3 separate regions of the Pan troglodytes genome follow, and all the other regions are linked to region 3. Evidence: chromatin contacts called from public Hi-C data. All regions are on one chromosome and are shown on one strand. Each heading gives the region's core, a stretch centred on a gene start, on an enhancer-like site or on the middle of the called end of the contact. The rest is flanking DNA. Distances are from core to core; before and after follow the strand shown.

Region 1 (3,245 bases), core at 283-2,782, 210 kb before region 3:
GGGCTTGGGGCCTAACGTGAAAAGGGAGAAGCAGTGTTACCAGGGACATCCTCCTGGGGGTTTTAGAATCTCCCCCGTGGAGGGGGAGGAGAAGAGGAAGGAGGGGGAACTGCCGGCCCGGCCCTATGAGTGCACCAAGCCACTGACCTCTGGTCCCTGCCCACCTGGGAGCTCCTCCCTCGCAGGCAGTGCCAGTCTCTGGCAGGGGTCAGGCCACCTGTTCTATTTGCCTTTAGTTCATAGCCTGATCTAAAGGTTAATGAGTTCAAAGTCACATTCCTTATCTCATTTTTGAGTGAGGACTCAAAACCTGCACCTGGACCAGTGACCCTGGGCATTTTGTCCCATCATTGCACAACCACGGTAGCTTTTATCTCCCTGCCGGCCTTTTATTAGGTGCAGCCACGGGTTCTTTGCTTTCTCATTCACCGCTGACGTCTGTACTAATGACGACACGCTTTCGAATGCCAATTCACTGACTGAAGTACTAGCCACAGGTTTGTTTTTTTTGTTCACGCCCAGAGAATGTGTCCTGGCAATATGCTCCTGTTGGACGTTATTATGCAGTGATGCTATATGGCAGATGTGCCCCAGGAATGCCACACTCACAAGGCAGCGTTTGGCCTCCTGTAAAAAAAACCCACAGAGACAAATAACTAAGAAAAAAACATGGAAGAAAGAGGTAAAGGATTCATGCCTTTAATATAAAAAGAGTTCTCAGAATAAATAAGCATTTCCGTACTAGGGGCCCATCTTTTGATTTTGCCCGTGCAAAGGAATCTGTGGCTCCTTCCTTTGTAATAGCCCCCAGTGAACCACCCCCTCCTGCCCTTAGTCCAGATTATTTGGGTGTGCTGACCTAAATTCTTCACCTCCAGAGATTAAACATGACATAAACCTGGCCAATGAAGGGCTTGCCTGGGACCGTGGCTGGGACTATCAGGGAAAAGATATGCTTTCTCTGTAGACGGTGAACTAGTAGGATGTTAGCTACCTGTCTTAGTCTGCTTTGTGCAGCTATAACAAAATATCACAATCTGGGTAATCTATAATGAACAGAGATGTCCTGGGGAGGCTGGGAAGTCCAAGAGCATGGCACTGGCATCTAGTTAGGGCCTTCTTGCTGCAGCATCCCAAGGTGGAAGGCAGACGGGCAAGAGTGAGAAAGTGAGAGCACACACACACACACACACACACACACAAAGAGAGGGGGAGAGAGAGAGAGAGCGCAAGATGGGGCCAAACTTGTCCTTTTATAAGGAATGCACTCTTGAGATAATGGCATTAATCCACTTGTGAGGGTCGTACCCCTATGACCCAAGCACCTCCCATTAGGCCCCACCTCCCACCATTGCCATGATGGGGATCAAGCTTCTGACACATGAACTTTGGGGGACACTTTGAAAGCATAGCACCATCTTTGCTACAAACTGGAATGAGCCTGCCTGAGAACAAAGCCAAGGCAGGGAAGTAGAACTGAGGGATGCTGCTGAAAAAAGGGAAGAGAACAGGTAAACATTGTGTGAGCCTGGGTCGAGCTCAGCCTGAAGCCTGCATATCCTGGGCCCTTTAGTTATGTTAACCACCAACTCTCCTTTTAGCTTAAACCAGTTTCAGTTGCATTTCTGCCTCTCACAATAAAGGGAGCCTTGACTGAGACCCACTAATAGAAAATGGAGCAGAAAATAAGAACTGACACTCATACGAAACACAAATGGCCAATGAACATGAAGAGAAGAATCACTTTCCATAAGGAAATCCAAGAATTGCCCATTACAATAAATGCATGCTATTACGGATTGAACTGTGTCCCCCTACTGAAAGGTATGTTAAGTCCTCACCTCCTGTACCTAAGAACATGGCCTTATTTGGAAATAGGGTCGTTGCAGATTAACTAGTTAGAGTGAGACCATACTGGAGTAGGCTGGGTCCTAAATACAGAATGCCTGGTGTCCTTATAAGAAGAGAGGGAGGCCCCGGGAAAAGCCGGCCCATCTGAAGATGGTGGCAGAGACTGGATGAGGGATCTGTAAGCCAACGACTGACAGGTGTCCCTGAGAACCTCCAGAAGCTGGAAGAGGCATGAAAGGAATCTCGCCAGGAGGCTGAAGAGGGAACATGGCCTTGCCCACACAGATTTCAGACATCTGGCTCCAGAACTGTGGGAGGACACATTTCTGTTGTTTGGAACTGCCTGTTTTTTATACTTTGTTATGGCTGCCCTAGGAAACTAATCCAGATATTATTTTCCACTTCTGAACTTAGCAAAATATTTTTAAAATGAAAATTCTTAAATGTTGGCACAGTTTAAGGTCAGGGGTGCCCCAGCAGTTTGGCAACATACATCAAAGGCTTTAAGACACTTTATCCTCTTTCACTTGGTAATTCCATTTTTAAGGCTTTATCCTAGGGAAAAATTTCACATAGGAATTAAGAGTTTTGGGAAAGATGCTCACAATAACACTGTTTATAGTAACGTGTAGAAACAATAATGTCTACAAATAGAAATGTTAAATAAATGGGAATGTTACATGTTAAACCTGAGATATTAGATATTAAGAATAATGTATTTAAATTATATATGATACATGGAATTCTCTTTCTACAAATAGAAAGAGAGGCTATAAGAGTGTTCATATGGGGTACAATCCAAATTTATTTTTTAAAAATTTACATCTATTCAACTAGAAAAAAATGCACCAAAATACTGAGTGATGATATCTGAGTGGTAGAATTATGAATTATTTCTTATATGTTAGTATTATATTCATATATATTTTTTATAATAATCATATATTCCATTTTATCATCAAGAAAAAAGTTTTAAAATTCCAAATCCTTTCATGTGCACTGTTTTAAACTAAGGTAGAAGAAAAAAGTCACTGAAAATCCAAGATGTAATAAACAGGCCCAACAAAGGCCAACAAACTTAGTGCATATTTGCTGTAATAAAATATTAACCCACTTGTGAGGATCGTGCCCCTGCGGCCCAAACACCTCCCATGAGACCGCATCTCCCAACACGGCCATGTTGGGGATCAAGCTTCTGACACATGAACTTTGGGGAACACTTTCAAACCATAGTACCATCTTTGCTACAAACTGGAATTTTTAAAAATATATATTTATAAAATATAAATTTGGTAGCACAGATTCAATTATGGGACATGGCCAGGAGCAGTTGCTCATGCCTGTATCCCAGCACTTTAGGAGGCTGAGACGAGTGGATCACCTGAGGTCAGGAG
Region 2 (3,327 bases), core at 696-3,195, 190 kb before region 3:
GTCAGCAGAGGACCCCTCCCCCTGCGGCAGCCACAGGTGGCCCCGTGGTCTGCCCCCTCCTCAGGACCCTTCCCCAGTGGCCGGGCTCAGTCACTGAAAGTCTCAGCCCCGCCCGGGGCTGCCGGCACCATCCATCCTTACCCCATCCTCCGCCAGGTTCTCTGAGTCTGGTTATAAATTAAGCAGTTGGAAGAATCTCACAGCCAAACCATTTCCTGGTCTCTGAAAGACTTCACCACCTTCTAGCAAGAAGGCACACACTGCTGCTTTATGAGAACAAAGGACTTGTTCATGTTGTCACCTGGTGGATATTTTGGTTAAAAAAAGCTCTTCAACCTCTTCGCTCCCATTAAGGTGGTCCTTACCAAAGTGGACCCCTTGTGCGCTGTTGGTGGGAGGGTCAAATGGCGCAGCCTTTATGGGAGAGCAGTGTACCAGCTCCTCAAAGATTAGAACCACCACCTGATCCGGCCGCTCCTCCTAATGGTATGGACCCTGAAGAACCGAAGGCAGGGCCCAGAGAGGTCTGTACACCCATGTTCACAGCAGCATGACGACAGCCATACTAGGAAGCAGCCCGAGGGGCCGTCAGCCAATGAAGGGATCAAGAAGATGTGGTCCCGCCTATAATCCCAGCACTTTGGGAGGCCGAGGTGGGTGGATCACCTGAGGTTGGGAGTTTGAGACCAGCCTGACTAACATGGAGAAACCTCATCTCTACTAAAAATACAAAATTAGCGGGGCATGGTGGTGCATGCCTGTAATCCCAGCTACTCGGGGGGGCTGAGGCAGGAGAATCGTTTGAACCCAGGAGGCGGAGTTTGTGGTGAGCCGAGATGGTGCCATTGCACTCCAGCCTGGGTAACAAGAGCGAAACTCTGTCTCAAAAAAAAAAAACAAACAAAGAAGATGTAGTCCATGCCGACAGTGGAATAGGCCTCAGCCGTACAAAAGGAGAGCCCAGCATGGCTGCCAGCGAGGACGGACCCTGAGGATGCTGTGCTCAGTGGAACAAGCCCGTCATAAAAGAACACACACGCGAGGGCCCTAGAGGAAAAGAACACACACGCGAGGGCCCTAGAGGGGACAGATTCACAGAGACAGAAGGGGGAGTGGGGGGTGCCGGGGGCTGGAGAGGGGCTGCTGAGCCAGAGATGAATGGGTGGGAATTGCAGTTTAAGAGGATGAAAAGTGCTGGAGTTGGGCGGTGGCGATGGCTGCAAAGCAGTATGAACGTTCTTAACGCACTCAACTGTGTACCAAAAAATGGTTAAAACGATACATTGTATGTTACGTGTATTTTACTACTTTTTTTTTTTTTTTTTTTTTGAGCCTTGCTTTGTCACCCAGGCTGGAGTGCAGTGGCGTGATCTTGGCTCACAGCAACCTCCGTCTCCTGGGTTCAAGCGATTCTCCTGCCTCAGCCTCCGGAGTAGATGGGATTAGAGGCCCCCACCACCATGCCGGGCTAATTTCTGTATTTTTAGTAGAGATGGGGTTTCACCATGTTGGCCAAGCTGGTCTCGAACTTCTGACCTCAAGTGATCTGCCCACCTCAGCCTCCCACAGTGTGGAGATTACAAGCGTGAGCCACTGCGCCGGGCCCACAATGTTTTTAAGAAGAAAACAAAGTTTTTTCTCAAGGAGGCAGATGCTCAGTGAGTGCGCAGCAGTTCCCATGAGGAGAGCAGGCAGGAGCCATGGGCAGGGGCAGGCACAGGGCAGGCCACTGTCGGTGCTGAGGTTGGCTGGGCATAAGTGTGGCCGGGGCCAGCCTCATTGTTCCTGGAGCCCTGCTCAGACAGGGCGTCCTGGCCCTCGGGAGAGCCTGCCCTGCGACAGCCCCTCAGGCAGCTGGATGGTGGGAGAGGCCGGGGAGGGGGCTCTTTGTCTTCTGAGTCATCTCTGCGGTTTTGCTGTCTCTAAGAACAAAGCAGTAGCCTCTGAGGTCCTGGCTGTGGCTGCCGCTGGCTTAGTGGCTTGAGGCTGTCTGACAGGGAGGCCAAACCAGGGCCGAGCACTCCTGAGCGAACGGAGGTGCCTGCTCGGGCCATGCCTATGTGGGGGAATCTGGCAGGGGAGCTGGGGGCCCACGGAGCTGCTCTGTCTCCAGGCAGCCTCATCACTCCACCCCGCTTAGAGTGGGGCCGCCTCAGGACACCAAGGTTGGGCTGTGTGGCATCTGCTGAACAAGGAGCCGGGCGGCTGTGCTGAGGGCACCTGTGTTTATTGTTTGGGAGCCTTAGAAACCAGGAACCTCGAGTCGGAACCTCTTGTCGTGTCGTGCATGCGAATTCAGGGTGTGACCTGCCCGTGTCTCAGCTCCCCGACCCAGTGGTCAGCTCCTCGTGGGGACAGCTGTGTCTCACGGTGCTCCAGGGTACTGAAGCAGCCCCAGCAGGTAGCAGCTCCTTAACACACAGCATTGGCGAAACCATCCCTGTGTCTCCCATGCTTGGGCGCTTCTTCCAGAACTCCTGATGGTGGCGAAGACGATGGCGATGATGATGGTGATAGAGGCTTAGACTTCTCAGGTTGCAAGTTGGAGCCCCCCTCGGGGAGCCATCCACAGGCCTTGTAGGACCCCAGAATTCTGCCCTGGGCTCCTTGATCTGCTCCTGAGTCATTTCAGTCCCTCCACTGGGGAGGTCCCGATGGGTAGAGGGAGCTGGCCACACCCATGGGTGTGTTTGCCCCTTGCCTGAGGGTCCTTTATGGCCCCTAGCCCACGTCTGGCACCGTGAGCATCCCCCACCCGCCCTGGGCGTTTTGCAGGATGTTCTCTTTGAGGACATGTTCCTTCCTGCTGGGGCTTGGCCGGGCTGAGCCGGGCCCTGGCGCACCCTTGGCGCACCCCTAGTACTCGATGGCACTTCTGAGCCATGCAGGGCTCTGGGGTTCTGGGACTTTCTTTTTCAGTCTGGTGAGGGGCCAGGTACTGCCTGGAGCTTCAACCAAAGCAAATCAAGTGACTGCCGTGTCCTTGCTAATACAAGACGGAGGCACGCCCAGCCAGCTGACATGCAGAGTGGCACGGTGGCTGAGAACGTGGCCTCCGTTGCTGCACGCCTGAGTCTGCGTTCTGGTGCTGCAGCTTTGCAGCCCTTTGTTGTTGACGCGACGGCCACACGTGCTCCGGGTCAGCAGGCCGCTCCCGTGACAAGGGCGGGACACGCAGGGTGCACAGCGGTGGCATCCCCGAGCACCATCCCCAGCAAGAACGGGGCCAGACACCCACCAGGGAAGAAGCACTGTGGTTGACCGGATTGTTGGCGACCTGACCGCCTGCTTATTCCGTCGTGGACGCGCCTCCTCTGGCAGGGGTGG
Region 3 (3,106 bases), core at 56-2,555:
CACTGCTCTGGAAAGCAAGATTTTCCAGCCAGGATGCTTTGGAAATTGATTTCTCTCACTCCTGGCCAAGGTAAAGGCACAGCGCTCACAGGCTCCCGGGGCAGACAGCTCAGCAGAATAATGAGCCACCCCCTCTCTTCACTGCCCCTCCCTCCCGGTGCCCCTGGGGCGTCCTTGAGCTGCCACACGGCCCCTCCCTCATACCCGCTCCTCCCTCATACCCGCTCTCTGACGTCTCTGCAGGTGGCACGAGGAATGCCAGGGCCCAGGCAGCTAGATGTCAAAGAGGCTGCTGAGCAGCACACAGGAGGGGGCTCCCCTAAGCTGGAGGGTGGAAAGGGGTCTCTCACGGTCAAGTACAAATCAGACACAGAGGGCAGCCGTGCAATGAAGTAACAGCCCAGAGCTTGGCCATGGCCATGATAGTGGTGTGTGCGTCTTCCTGTGGGCTGTGTGAGTGTATGTTTGTGTAGGTGTGCATGTGGGCATTTGTGCACGCATAGGTGTTATGTGCTTCTGTGTGTCCGTATGTGTCCACATGTATTGTGTGATGTGTGTACATGTGTTTGTATGTTGCATGTGTGTTTGTGTTGTGCATTTGTGCGCACATGTGTGAGGTGTGTGAGCATGTGTTTTGTGTGTTGTGCACGAGTGTGCATGGTGTGTTGTGCATGGGTGCACACTGTGCAAACATTGTGCTTCTATGTGCATGTGTGTTCTGTGCATATGGGCACACTGTGTGTGTGTGTGCATGGATGCAATGTGTACCTTTCCTTCTGTTCTGTTCTAATGGCAGCAGCCTGCACAGCAGGTTTGGGGCCCGCCCACATTTCCTGCCCCTGCAAACTCAGTCCTTAGCCCAGGGTCTCAGAGGAAATCCCACAGAGCAGGGCCTTCTGGCCTCCCCAGCAGCCTGGGAGCTAATGCTGACGGAGCCTTCACTAGCCCCTGCCACGGGTCCCTCCCCTGAAGGGAGACTCCTTTCCCAGCTCCCATCCTGGAGGCCAAGGGCAGAGCAGGAGGCAGGTGCCTCCCCTGTAGAGAGAAGGCCGCCCTGCCCCCAGCAAGCAGCTCCTTGTCCCTCAACCCCTCGGCTCTCCTGATGCCTCCTCCTTCCAAGCTGGCACTGTCTGGCACCTGTGCCTGCATCTCTGTCTCAGCCCCCTCTCAGACAGCCACATGCAGCCTTGGCTGGCAGGACCTCTGGCCCTGTGACCCCAACACCGCGTCAGCTGAGGCTGCCTGCCAGGGACACTTACCGCCCTGCCCCACTCACAGGCCTCTGCGGGTGTGGGCGGGACGGGGGCTGCTCTTCACAAGAGGCTTCCTAGGAAGAGCTGACCTGGGCCGGAAGCCGGGGAGTGACGTCATTCTGCACGGAGGAAACCCCGCCAGAGCCCCCAGGGACCCCAGCACAGCCCTGGCCTTCCACACAGTGACGCCTCCTTTTTCAAGTGATTTTACAGACAAGCAAATGAAACCCCAAAACTGCTTATGGTAAAGAAACACCACTGGCTTCCAGCACGGCTTTTGTGTCTTCCCATCTCAGTCTCCCCTGCTGGACACTAGCTCCCCGGGGGTCAGGGTGGGTCTCCCACAGCTTGGCAGCACGCAGCCCAGAGGCTCCCGGAGCCAGGCCCTCTGCGGATGTTTGCTGAGGCCGCTTCCCACTGTCTTGAAGAGTGAAGGTGACCTTTAAGGCTGAGGTTCGGCAAGTCTCCTGCGGCCAAGGTCTCGGCGGCCAGGCAAGTCCTCTGCTGCCACCTGGTGGTTAGTGTGAGGCACGCTGGTGATGATTGAAAGGAACTGGGGGCTGGAGGCTCCCTGCAGGCACTCGGTCTCCCAGCTTCAGCCAACTGGCAAAGACGGACATCGAATACTCAGAGGGGTTGATAGATCTGTCCAAAGTCACCCAGCATGTCACCAGAAGAAAGGGACCAGTGCCTCAGGCTTCCTCAGCGCCTCCCAATTTTCACATTATGTGTGACATTGCAGTAATCATCTGCCCAGCGGTGCTGAGCCCTGGCTTTGGGGTCAAACAGACAGGGTGCACCTGGCCCAAGCCCTCACCAGCTGAGGACACCAGGCAGGTGACTCCATTTCTAAGCCTCGGTGTCCTCAGCTAACAATAGAAACAGGCTACAGGCTGCTGTGCAGGCTGCATGAGAATTGCCGTTACAAGCGCAGCAGGCGCAAGGCCTGGCATACAGCAAGTGCTCCATTAATGCTTTTCCGGCTGCTGCTCATAATGATGATGACAATGATGCCCAAGGTGAAAACGGGAGCAGAGGAGAGCGTGGGTCATTTTCACTCCAGAGTCCAGCGTCCCCAGCAGTGGGATGAGGGAGAGCCTCCCTGGAGATCGAGAAGCTGAGCCCCAAGACTGGAGAGGCAGCTTCCAGTGAGACTTCTCTCCCCCGCTGCCCTAACCTGAGGAGGCGCCGCTGTCCCGCAGCATCTCCCACTTGCACCTGATCATAGGGCTCACCTGGAGGCACCAAAAGCCCAGCTCCCTGGACTCTGCCCCTCCAGACTCTAAGTGGGTGTGAGCGGGGCCCAGGAGTCTGTATTTGCAACGCACTGCAGGTGGTTCTCCCGGCCTGGCAGGCTTGGGAAGTACTGGCCAATCCCATCTTTCCACGATGGCCGTGTGCCCTGGTGAATGGGGCTGGACACTGGCACGCAGAGCTCTCTGAATTCAACCTGAATGCATACCAGGGAGCAGTGGGGCAGTCAGACCACAGGGGCCTCAGACGCCAGGCCACACAATGGGAAGCGGGGGAGAGGTGATCAGAGCCTCGGCCCTCAGAAGGCCAGGCGAGGGAGAGGGAGGCCCAGAGGGCAGAGAGCTGGCAGCAGCACCCACGGAGAAGGCTGGTGTGAGTCCCAGGCCTAGCAGTGGGTGCGCAGAGGCGAGCTTGGAAAGGAGGCAAGGGGAGCAGGCATCCTCCCGGCTTCAGAAGCTCTCCAACAGCAGCCCATGGGAGCCATGTGGGTAGGAGCAGCCACCAGAGAGCCTTGGCAGCTGCTCAGACTCCAGGAAAGTGGCTGGGCACCATGGCCAGAGCTGCGCCCTGCATTAAAGCTCACATCCACGTGGCCTCCT

Evidence for each region. Hi-C and Micro-C count contacts between places; a contact is called where the count stands out from the background.
Region 1: a Hi-C map of induced pluripotent stem cells shows a contact between it and region 3, with 2.1 times the contacts expected there. The contact joins two enhancer-like sites.
Region 2: a Hi-C map of stem cell-derived neural progenitor cells shows a contact between it and region 3, with 2.8 times the contacts expected there. The contact joins two enhancer-like sites. A contact is called at or near these places in 1 of 7 Hi-C or Micro-C datasets (stem cell-derived neural progenitor cells) and 1 of 1 datasets of contacts at active chromatin or transcription factors (stem cell-derived excitatory neurons).

What each region holds. Positions count from the first base shown.
Region 1 is chr22:44,037,093-44,040,337 of NHGRI_mPanTro3-v2.0_pri, reverse strand. No RefSeq gene overlaps it. Among named protein-coding and RNA genes, the nearest start is that of SIK1, 13 kb to the right of the region's middle. Within about 2 kb of position 1,532, at least 2 of the 24 cell types and tissues checked have an H3K27ac peak or open chromatin away from gene starts, as enhancers often do. A contact at or near this core is called in induced pluripotent stem cells, where this site is marked.
Region 2 is chr22:44,009,514-44,012,840 of NHGRI_mPanTro3-v2.0_pri, reverse strand. No RefSeq gene overlaps it. Among named protein-coding and RNA genes, the nearest start is that of SIK1, 15 kb to the left of the region's middle. Within about 2 kb of position 1,945, at least 6 of the 24 cell types and tissues checked have an H3K27ac peak or open chromatin away from gene starts, as enhancers often do. A contact at or near this core is called in stem cell-derived neural progenitor cells, where this site is marked.
Region 3 is chr22:43,823,325-43,826,430 of NHGRI_mPanTro3-v2.0_pri, reverse strand. No RefSeq gene overlaps it. Among named protein-coding and RNA genes, the nearest start is that of CRYAA, 70 kb to the right of the region's middle. Within about 2 kb of position 1,305, at least 11 of the 24 cell types and tissues checked have an H3K27ac peak or open chromatin away from gene starts, as enhancers often do. A contact at or near this core is called in induced pluripotent stem cells and stem cell-derived neural progenitor cells, where this site is marked.